Regions from separate parts of the Gossypium hirsutum genome. Here regions 1 and 2 are each linked to region 3. A link is a contact called in public Hi-C data. All regions are on one chromosome and are shown on one strand. The core of a region is the stretch at or near the end of the contact, and the rest is flanking DNA. Distances in the headings are between cores, read along the strand shown. Region 1 holds the start of LOC107948320. Region 2 holds the start of LOC107948356 (dystrophia myotonica WD repeat-containing protein). Region 3 has its middle 35 kb from the start of LOC121228803.

The links. Hi-C and Micro-C count contacts between places; a contact is called where the count stands out from the background.
Region 1: a Hi-C map of leaf shows a contact between it and region 3, with 3 times the contacts expected there. The contact joins the promoter of LOC107948320 here to the enhancer-like site in region 3. A contact is called at or near these places in 2 of 34 Hi-C or Micro-C datasets (leaf and petal).
Region 2: a Hi-C map of leaf shows a contact between it and region 3, with 3 times the contacts expected there. The contact joins the promoter of LOC107948356 here to the enhancer-like site in region 3. A contact is called at or near these places in 10 of 34 Hi-C or Micro-C datasets (callus, hypocotyl, leaf and 2 more).

Annotation. Positions count from the first base shown.
Region 1 is chrA04:68,687,224-68,690,965 of Gossypium_hirsutum_v2.1, reverse strand. It overlaps LOC107948320, which reads right to left and starts at 1,678. Exons shown (of 2, transcript XR_001697331.2): 1 at 1,538-1,678; 2 at 1-1,272. LOC107933779 (a long non-coding RNA gene) reads left to right here and starts at 494. Exons shown (of 2, transcript XR_001693706.2): 1 at 494-718; 2 at 974-1,178.
Region 2 is chrA04:68,258,492-68,262,203 of Gossypium_hirsutum_v2.1, reverse strand. It overlaps LOC107948356 (dystrophia myotonica WD repeat-containing protein), which reads left to right and starts at 1,698. Exons shown (of 11, transcript XM_041111084.1): 1 at 1,698-2,324; 2 at 2,777-3,091; 3 at 3,175-3,283; 4 at 3,372-3,465. The coding sequence starts at 2,154.
Region 3 is chrA04:68,468,571-68,472,246 of Gossypium_hirsutum_v2.1, reverse strand. It overlaps the pseudogene LOC107948313. Among protein-coding and RNA genes, the nearest start is that of LOC121228803, 35 kb to the left of the region's middle. Within about 2 kb of position 2,341, at least 2 of the 9 cell types and tissues checked have an H3K27ac peak or open chromatin away from gene starts, as enhancers often do. A contact at or near this core is called in leaf, where this site is marked.

The DNA of each region.
Region 1 (3,742 bases), core at 429-2,928, 220 kb before region 3:
TAAGCAAAAAATCATACCGTCACCTCCTCCCTGATCTCAAATCGAGCCCCCCTAAGATCATCGATCTTCAAGGAAATCAACACGGCCAGTAAAAGCCACCAGCCTTCATACCCTCACCCCACGGCCTTCAATATCCTCCTCTCGTCAGAGCCCCCTTCAAATTCCTTGCGATACTATCAGAGAAGCATTTCCACCATTTCTTTCAACTTCCCCCAACTATTGCTCGCACCGATCGTTGTCCACCGCATCTCTCGCAAAATCCGACACACACCCCTCCAGATAAGTACTCCCCCTCTCTGGCTAGTATATGTGCAACTCTATTCGCATCTTTATGAACATGTCTAAATGAGCATCTTGTGAAACCTTCTGCTTTTTTTTTTTGCATCGTGTATATAAGCCCCTATAACCGAACCATTTTCATTGCAGGACCACATCCTTTTTGTCATCGACAAGGCGTCCCCTTCCACCAGCACTTCTCGAATCCCTAAAAATATCCCCCAAACCACTGCCTGGAGATATTCAAGGGCCTCTACTACAAAACTCGTAGGTATATGACGATTCACTATTGTCTTTGAACCCACCACTTGATCCTCCTAGTTTCTGGTTACAATCTCCGTGCAAGATCTCCTGTCATTTCCTTTAAACGCTGCATCAAAATTTACTTTAAGGAAAGAAGCCTCTAGAAGCCTCCATCGTTCACACTTCACCCTTTTAACAGGTAATTTCCTTTGTACCCCATTAACCTCTCTAATATAAGCCTCGACTATATGAATTATGTCTTGAGATAATATGATCCTTCTGTCATGTATTAGCCTGTTTCTGGTTGACCAAATATACCATAGAGTACAAATCACTGCTCTGCATGTAGTAGTAGAGAAAGAGGAAACAATATAATTAAGCCAATCCTGTAAAGAACTATTTGCAATATTATCAGGCCATTCAAGATCTAACTTTCTCCATATTTCTGCTACAGACGGATAGTCGCTAAAGATATGCTCAGAAGTTTCGACATCTCTTGTACATTTTGGGCACATTGCTGAACTTCGTATCCTCCTATTGTACAAATTGTAATAGCTAGGGATGTAATTTTTAAAAATTATCTATGTTGTAATTTTTATTTTCTCTGGTAAATTGATCTACCAGAGTTTTTTTATAAAAAGTTTTATAAGTATCACTCCTATCAGCAGCCACAACACTTTGAATTAAGATCTTATAGCCACTTCTTTCTGAAAAATCATTTGACGGCTCCTCCCCCCACCCCATCATGTCCTCCTGCGGATTCCCAACAATAAGAATACATCGGACCCTTTCAGCAATTTCCTCACCCAAATGCACTGTGAGTTTATGCAGGTTTTTTACAAAAATAGTACCCAAAAAAATAAAAAAACCAAAATAATATATTCAAGAAACTATGTACCAAAATGGTACATCTAGGGAGGTCACGCCTCTGTCATGGGCGGCACCACTCTAGTTCTTTTGACAAAAAAAAAACACAAATCACACAAATCTGTTAAAAAAACAGGATTTGACAACTCACCTGAGAGCACCAGTCACGCTTAGGGTGGAGGCAGCCATGGAAGAAGAAGAAGAAGAAGAGGGCGTCAGGAAAGGAAAGAAAGAAAGAAAAAAGAAAGAAGAGAGAGGGAATGAAAGAGAAAAATAAGGGAATAAATAAATAAATAAGAAAGTTTAGGGTTTAGAGAAGAATAATTAAACCCGCGTTTTAATTGCTATAGTTATTATTTCTTTTCCTTTTCTGGTTTTTTACAAGAATAATTAAAGTGTTAAAAATATAATTTTTTTGTTATATAATTTAATTTATTATTATTATTATTATGTTGATTTCATTGGAATTTAATTTTTAATTTTATTTTTATAAGGTATTATTTGGTTAAAAAGAGTTATTAAGGTATGTTTGTATTTATTTTATATTTTTATTGATTTATAATTTATTTTTAATGTTTATTGAAGTAAAAAAATCTATTTATGTTATGTACAAAGAATGTTTTATTTTTATATAATTTATTTGTTATGTGTGTTTTAGGTTGATTAGATATATTTTTTATGTAATTTAAATTATTTGGCATGTTATAATTATTTGTTGTAATTAATCATTACAAATTGGTTACTTATCTTGTATAATTAACCTGCAAAATATTACACTGTACTAAATTATGAGTTAAAAATTTATATCAACTTTTAAAATAACATAAAAAAATTTATACCGACTTTTAAAATAACAATACATACAATTATACATATAATATTTCTATTGAATAAACAAAGAGAAAAATAAAAATAAATAGTACAAATTTATAAACTTAAATATTTACATATACAAATAATATAGAAATATAAAAAAAAGAGAGGGAAGGAAAGAGAAAAATAAACTTAAATGTTACAAAATAAGGAAAAATAAATAAATAGAAAGGAAAGTTTAGGGTTTAATATTACAAATTTATAAACTTAAATATTTACAGATAATAATATTTCTATATTATTTGTATATGTAAATATTTAAGTTTATAAATTTGTAATATTTGTATAATAATATTTCTTTATTATTTGTATATACAAATTAAATTTTATAACAAAAAAAGATTACCTTTTAAAAATTTTAATTATTCTTCCCTAAACCTTAAACTTTCCTTTCTATTTATTTATTTTCCTCAATTTTCTCTTTCCTTCCCTCTCTATTCTTTCTTTCCTTTCTTGCCGCCCTCTTCTTCTTCTTCTTCTTCTTCTTCTTTTTCTTTTTCTTCTTCTTCCATGGCAACAACACTGGTGCCGCCTATGGGGAAGGCGTGACCGGTGCTAGGTGAGTTGTCAAATCCTTTTTTTAACAGATTTGTGTGATTTGTGTTTTTTTTTTGTCAAAAGACCTAGGGTGGTGCCGCCCATGACAGAGGCGTGACCACCCCAGATGTACCATTTTGGTACATAGTTTCTTGAATAAATTATTTTGGTATTTTTTATTTTTTTGGGTACTATTTCTGTAAAAAAACCTGAGTTTACGCTCATCCTACTGTCTTTCCTGAGGATTAATCAACTCAGACACTAACCAAATTGATAAGTTCCCTCCACATGGTTGTATTTTTCTTTCAGGCAACCTCAGAATCTAAATTCTCCCAAATTCTGGTATTGTTCCCAGAACCCACTCGCCATCACCGAATCCCGTTTGAAGCATTCCCTTAGCAACACAAATGCTCTTCTAGGTATATGATGGCTAAGTGCCTAGATTTGCACTCATAAAACCAGTAGTTGAATAATACTTTCCTTTAAGCGATTGCGCTAAAAGTGAATTTAAACATTTAATCAAACGCCACCCTTTTTTTGCAAGTAACACAGTATTATATTTTGCCAAATTTTTGAAACCCAACCCCCTATCCTCCCTTAGCTTACACAACTTCAACTACTCACACCAATGAATGCCCTTTCTTCCCCCATGCTTTTGCCACCAAAATTTGCTTATAATTCGTTTTAGGTCCAAGCAAAACGATGTTGGTAACAAAAAGCATGACATTGCAAAGGTAGGAATGGTTTGCAAAACACTTTTAATAAAGATCTCATTATCCCCTGTGACAAAGGTTTAACACACCAACTCACAATATAGCTTCTTAATAGATCCTTCAAAACTTAGAAAGTCCATCTTTTATTCCGACTCATCATGTTTGGTAAACCCAAATACTACTTTGAATTAGTAGAGGAACGAACACCAAGACATCCATCAATATCTCCACTA
Region 2 (3,712 bases), core at 449-2,948, 210 kb after region 3:
ATTTATCATCCTTGTAGGCATGGTCAGTTTTATTATTATAGTGAATATCTTCATCTTTTGCCTCTATTTCATCATTTTGGGATATAAAATTTGTCTCCATATGCTTTCCCTTCCTTTTAATGGATGCTTGATAAAGTTTCACTAAATGCTCAGACGTACGACAGGTACGTGACCAATGCCCCTTCATACCACATCGGTAGCATATATTCTCAACAATCTTTGAAGGATTATTTTGACCACTTCTTTCTTGTCTTTCATTGTTATTATTTTTCTGGTGGTTAGAAGTATCATTGTTATGACCACCATGATAACGATTACTAATACGTCCCCGACCACGTCCCCTACTACGTTCACGACCTCGGCCGCGACTTCTATATTTTCTATTTTTATAATTATTGTGTACTGCGACATTCACTTCAGGGAATGGTGCAGAACCAGTGGGACGAATTCCATGATTTTTCATCAATAGCTCATTATTTTGCTCAGCCACCAAAAGGCATGAAATCAATTCAGAATACCTTTTAAAACCTTTTTCACGGTATTGCTGCTGCAAGAGCACATTAGTAGCGTGAAAGGTTGAAAATGTTTTCTCTAACAAGTCCTTATCAGTTATGTTTTCTCCACATAATTTTAGTTGAGAACTAATTTTGAAAAGTTCTGAATTGTATTCACTTACAGTCTTAAAATCTTGCAACCGTAAGTGCATCCAATCATAACGAGCTTTAGGGAGTATCACAGTTTTCTGATGGTCAAATCGTTCTTTCAAATTTTTCCACAACTCAAGAGGGTCTTTCACAGTGAGATATTCCACTTTTAATCCTTCATGCAGATGATGACGGATGAAAATCATTGCTTTTGCAGTGTCTTGATTAGATGCTTCTTTATTTGCTAATATAGTATTTCCTAGACTTTTAGCATATAGGTGAATTTCAGCATCTAACACCCATGACAAATAGTTCTTGCCTGAGATGTCTAAGGCCGCAAATTCAAGTTTGGCAAGATTTGACATTATAATCACTTGAATCAAAATAAAAAAAATATTAATAAATTAATAAGTATTCTCAATCGTAAATAATTCAATTATATATACCAAATTTGCTAAATAATAATATGTATGTCAAATATTGGCATAAAGAGGAATAGTCATGATAATAACTTAACACAAATTAAATTAATTGAAATTTCTTTTAATAAAAAAATGTATATATAAATTATCATTATTAGATTTTAGTTGTAAAAATAAATATGCAAATGTTACCCAAAACAAATATTTCATCTAGAAAATAAAATAAAAGAATTATGAAAATACGTATACCGTATATAGTTTAACGGGAGTTATACGGGCAAATTATAAAAAGTCGAAATGACGTAAACTTCACTATGAATTCGTAGAAACTCATGCTGATAACGTGTTATAGAAAAATTAATAAAACAATAAATAAAAGAGGATGAAAATACGAGAAAATTTCATTATTTTATTTTCACTTACAAGGTACTATTTATAAGCTCCTTTACATTCAATTAATAAAGGTATTACATTGAATGAATTAAAGTTTTTTAATTACTTTATTTAATAATCTCTTAATTATAAATTAAGTAAAGAGTTTTATCTCATTACTTTAATATGCTTAAAAAGAGTTTACGACCTCCGTCTAATTTACAACAAAAAGGAGATTTTTTTAAATACAAAATAGAAAAGAACATAATTGGGGGCCGAATGGTAAGTGCCCAAAGTCAAGAAAATGGAGGTGAAAATCTGAGCATATCAAACTCAATACAAAATAAATTATAATAAAGAAAACCTGGAAATCTTTCCCATTTTCATCATCAATCCCTCTCTCAGTTTATAACTACAAAGACCGAATAAGATCACTCTCTTGAATCCTCCACCGTCCATTCCGTTGACTTCCCTTAAACTTCCCGAAAAGTCTAACCTCTTCTCATAACTCCAACCATACAGGGCCCTTCTCCTCCTTTGATCCCCCATTCCCCATTTCAACAACAGAAAATTACCCATAAAAGACTTATTTTCTTTTTGGGTTTTCTTTTGGTCTTCGGATTTAGGAAATAAGAAATTTTCAAAATTGGGAAGAAGTAGAAGAAACCCTAGTGTGTCATGATCAGATGTTATCGGGTGTAAGATAAGCGACACCATGATCAACACGGCCAACGGTACGATTTCGACCTCTTCGTCCTCGGCAAACGCTCAATCGCCGGGTTTGAAGACTTATTTTAAAACTCCAGAAGGTCGATATAAGCTTCACTATGAAAAGACTCACCCTTCTAGCCTTCTTCACTATGCTCATGGCAAAACTGTTACTCAGGTAACTTCAAATTCCTAGGGTTTCCTTTTTTTTCTTAAATTATTGAAAAGAAGACTATCTTTTGTGTTACTTATTTGGGTTTTGATCAAGACCAATCATCCGATTTCACTTTAAATTACTCTCTTTTGTTTTTCTTTATTTCTTTTTATTTTAGTGTGGGTTTTCCTTTTTGTGTTTTTGATACACTAATGTTATAATTAGATAATGAGAACATTTCCAATTTATTAGTGAGAAGAGGGGTTTTTACATGTACCCATCTGTTAGAAGAACTTGAAGAACATATTTTATTAGATCATTTTGTATCATCGGTGTTTAAGCATTATTGATTACAAGTTTAAGCTTCAAAGAGTTTGAATCAATGCCCTTAGTTATAAAGTCAAATTTTGATCGTTTTGCTTATACTTATGTATTATTCGTTTGTTGAGATTGTATTGATTAAGTCCGGCTGTCAGGTTACCCTAGCACATTTGAAGGAGAAGCCAGCTCCATCAACTCCGACGTCTTCATCGTCCAGCTACAGTGCCAGCAGTGGGGTCAGATCAGCAGCAGCAAGGTGGCTAGGTGCTGGGAACGGGAGCCGCACGCTTGGATTTGCTGGAGGGAATGGTGGGAGTAAAAGTATTGGTAGTACTAGTAGGATTGGGTCATTGGGTGCTTCAAGTTCTAGTAATTCAATCAATAATATGAATTTTGATGGGAAAGGGACTTATTTAATCTTTAACGTTGGTGATGCTATCTTTATAAGTGATTTGAATTCTCAGGACAAGGTAATTTAGCATTTTTTTTTGTTATGGTTTTTGATGTAAGAGAAGCCATCTGTTGTTTTTGAGAATATTGGTGTTTAATGTAGGATCCAATAAAGTCTATCAATTTCAGTAATTCGAACCCTATCTGCCACGCATTTGATCAAGATGCCAAAGATGGCCATGATTTGCTTATCGGGTTGAATTCTGGTGATGGTAATTCTTCTTAGCTTATTCTAATTTGCAATTTTAGCTCAAGGGTTTAAACTCTGCAAATTTATCAGTTCTGTGTGTATTACTGTAGTTTACTCTGTGTCACTGAGACAGCAGTTACAGGATGTTGGAAAGAAGCTTGTTGGGGCGCAGCATTACAATAAAGATGGTTCTGTCAATAACAGGCAAGTTTTACATTACAACATCCATTATACATTTCCTAACCTTTCTTCGCCATTCGAGTATACTTTTTAAAAATTTCGAGTTTCAAATGTTTTGTCTTAGGTCTTCATGCATGTGATTTGTAGAATTTTGTGCTTTAGAGGCTAAACTAGTACATGATGGTGTAAAGATAAATTGTGGTACCCAATGGCTTGGAGCTGGATAATTTCTATGACATCTTATATAGATTTGTTTTTCTTTTAAATGATG
Region 3 (3,676 bases), core at 1,092-3,591:
GGAAAATAAAAAACCCAAAGTATAGCAATAATTTCTTTCAAAATATAATGTTTTTACTCATATATATATATAACCACAAGTAAAAATTTCATTCATCCAAAGCTGACACTAAAACCGGAAATAAAAGAGATGATGAATCCAAACAAGTTACAAGAAAGTAAATAAAACAACATGCCAAAAAATAGGCAAACTAAAGGAAAAAAAAAGTAAATAAAAGAAACATAAACCTAAAAAAGTCAAACATCCAAACCTGATTTCAACCCTTTCGAGTTAAAATGCATAAAAATTTAAGTTATAAAAATCAGAAGTCGGGGTTAAAAGCTATGATCTATCTCCATCTTTTCATCATTTGTAGATGTTAGTCACTAAAACTTGCCTAGTGTGTTTGTGGTGATATAACTTGTACAAGAGCAAGATTGATAGAGCTATAAACTCTTTATATCATTAAGCAAAACAACACATGAGGCAAAATGAAAAAAGAAGAAGAAGAAAGGAAACAAACTTCTTCAACACCTATAAGTCTTATTGTTTCATAGGTCCTTGAACAAAAGTAAAAACCTAAAACTTGAGAGAGAAAACTCTTGAAAAACAAAGATTAAAGAAGGAAGAAGCAAACAAAAAAACAGTCTTGAAAATCAAAATCCAATGAATCAAAAATTAGGGAAAAAAAAAGCAAGGCTCCACTTTGTTTGACTGAATCAAAAAAATCACACAATAAGGACATTACTTACACTATACAATGTTCAAAGGGAACTATCCAAATAAAAGCTTATCACTTGCTCTCGCAAAAATTCGAACCCAAATAAGTTTTATGGATGAACCACATTTGATCATCAAACTAAAACAAGAAAGTTTTAAAAAGATGTTATTAATAGTTTATAAATTTCTAATAGTATGCACACATTTATATTTATTTATTTAGATAAATAAATTACATATTTTTAATAATAATATTATAGAGAAATTATTTTTTGGAAGCTTTCCACCAAATCATCTATGGTCTATTTCAAATTATTTAATGACATTTTAGCAATTTTCTCCATGTCATTGACACATAATTTTAGTAACTTTTTTACCTTGAATCACGAACTCAAAACTTTGAACCTTAAACCTCGAACCTCGAACCTCGAACCTCGAACTTGAACCTTGAACCCCAAACCCAAGGTTGGGTTTAGGGTTCAAGGTTCAAGGTTAGTATTAGGATTTAGATTTCATGGTTCGGGGCTTAGGTATAGGATTTAGGATTCATGGTTCAATGTTCAAGGTTCAAGTCCAAGGTCCAAGGTCCAAGGTCCAGGGTTCGGTGTTCAAGATTTATGATAAAAAAATTTCCAAAATTATATGTCAATGACATGGAAAAATTTGTTAAAATATCATTAAGTAGTTGAAAAGAGACCATTGATGACGTGGTGGGAAGGGTCCATAAAATAATTTTTCTATTATTATAATTAGGTCCACTTTGGTACTTGTACTTTTTTTATCGACTTTGGTACTTGAACTTAGTAATTAGATTTATTTTGGTCCCTAAAATTGAAAAATATAAAATTTTAATGATGCGACACCTTGATACGTGTCAGACCATTACTTGAAAATTGAAAAAAAATTATATAAATTTTCAGGTAATGACGTAGTACAATAAAGTATCATAAAAAGTGTTCTAATAACCAGACTAGTCGTTGAATCAAATAGATTACTGGTTCCTAATTCAATCGGTTTGATCGATTAACTGCTAGACAAATAATAATTAAATAGATAATTAAAAATTCATAAAAATTTTTAAAAAATATTAATCTGATTCAACTATCATTTTTTGTCTCAATATTCTATTTTTATCAGTTTCGAACAGTTTTTTATTCAATAAATTCAATTTTTTTGTTTGGACTAGGGTATCAGTCAGTTTTTTATCCAATCCAGCCCAATTGACCAATCCAGTCATATCCCAAAAGCATTAATCACATTATCAAATATTGATGAAATTTAAATTTAAATATTAAAATAAACCCGATTGCCAAGTTCAAGTACCAAAGTAAAAAAAACTACAAATGCCTAATAATAATAATAATAATAATAATAATAAAAATAAAAGGTGACTACATTGATATGAGTGGCAACATATATACATAATAGACTTTTGTTGTATAAGAAAGAGTACGATGATAAACATTTGATGTTTTGGATTGAATTTGATAAAAAAGAAAAAACATTGAGACGATTTACTTTCTCATTTAAAAATCAAATCACCCGTCTTGGAAGTTAGTAAGCCGAATACTATGGGATGTGGGGAAGAAAAACAAAGGATGAGAATGTAGGTGTGAGTAGGAAGATGCAGTGGAAGACTTGATGAGGGATGCTGATGCTGGAGGAGGGTGCAGCATCTGAATCACAATTCAAATCTGGGTCCCTCTTCCCAGACAAGTATCACGGACCGTCCTTTCACTTCTCAGTAATCCCTCCCCTCGGCCCCTTTCTTTATCTATCTCTTCCTTCTTACCCCTAAATCCAATCTGCTCTTACTTTTAATTATGGTTTAATCATTTCATGCGTAAATAAACTGCTCAAAACTGGCTGTAAAGGCATTTCCCTTTTAACCCAATCTTCACCCCGCCCTTTTTCATACACTCTCATCACTACACAAACACACCCCAAACCAAATCCCTTTCATTTCACCTTTGTTCTTCCTTTTCTATCACTAAACTAAATAAATACCATCCATTTCTCTTTCTTTTATACCTATTATTACTCTATTCTAGTAGCTTTTAGCCTTTTACTTGGCTACTACTACAAATACTATTAATATATTTACATATTTTTAAACTAGCCTACGTAATTTGAGCTCAAAAGGTAGCTACAACAACTACAAAAACACACACAAAAATCAATATGTTTTCACCTCAGCAGCAGCTGGTCTCTCAATAGCAGCAGTTTGGTCGCTTTCTTGCACACACAAAAGCAAATTTCAACAACCGTGTATTTGTGTATGAAAAAGAAAGTTGGGGGGGAAGGGGTGACGGTGTTGCCTATCTACATCAATGGCTGACGAGACCGACTTTAAAGATATGGGTAAATATAGAAATGGAGGACGTAGTTGAATAGTGTAAGAAAAAAAAAGATAAAAGAGAGAAACACAGAGATATTCTCTTCAGTAATCATAGATTTTGTTGTTTTTCTTTTGAAATCAAATTAAAAAAAAAACCAGATCTCTGTAAGAAGAGTAATCTGTTTGTGTTTGGAGATTCCTTGTTCTCTTATGTTTTGAACTCGTTTTTTTAGCCGTTTTGAAAGCTAGTTGTTTTCTTATAACTAATTCTCATAACTATCAGTTTTGGGGGAAAAAGATGTCTGGTGATGGGTTTTCTTTACCTGTTTCAATAGGAGGGTTTGTTCATCAAGAACAAAATAATACAAACCCGAACAAAATAATACAAACCCTAACCCTAAATCCAATCCCGTTAAGAAGAAGAGAAATCTTCCAGGAAATCCAGGTAAGTTTGCTTGATCAATTCTTTTTTTTTCTCTCTCTCTTTTGATGATACCCTTTTCTTTGTTTTTATTGATGAACCGATTTATTCCAGTAATTAATTAATTAATTAATTAATGTTCTTTTATTTGTCACGTAACAGATCCAGATGCTGAAGTTATTGCTCTATCTCCCAAAACTCTCATGGCTACCAACAGA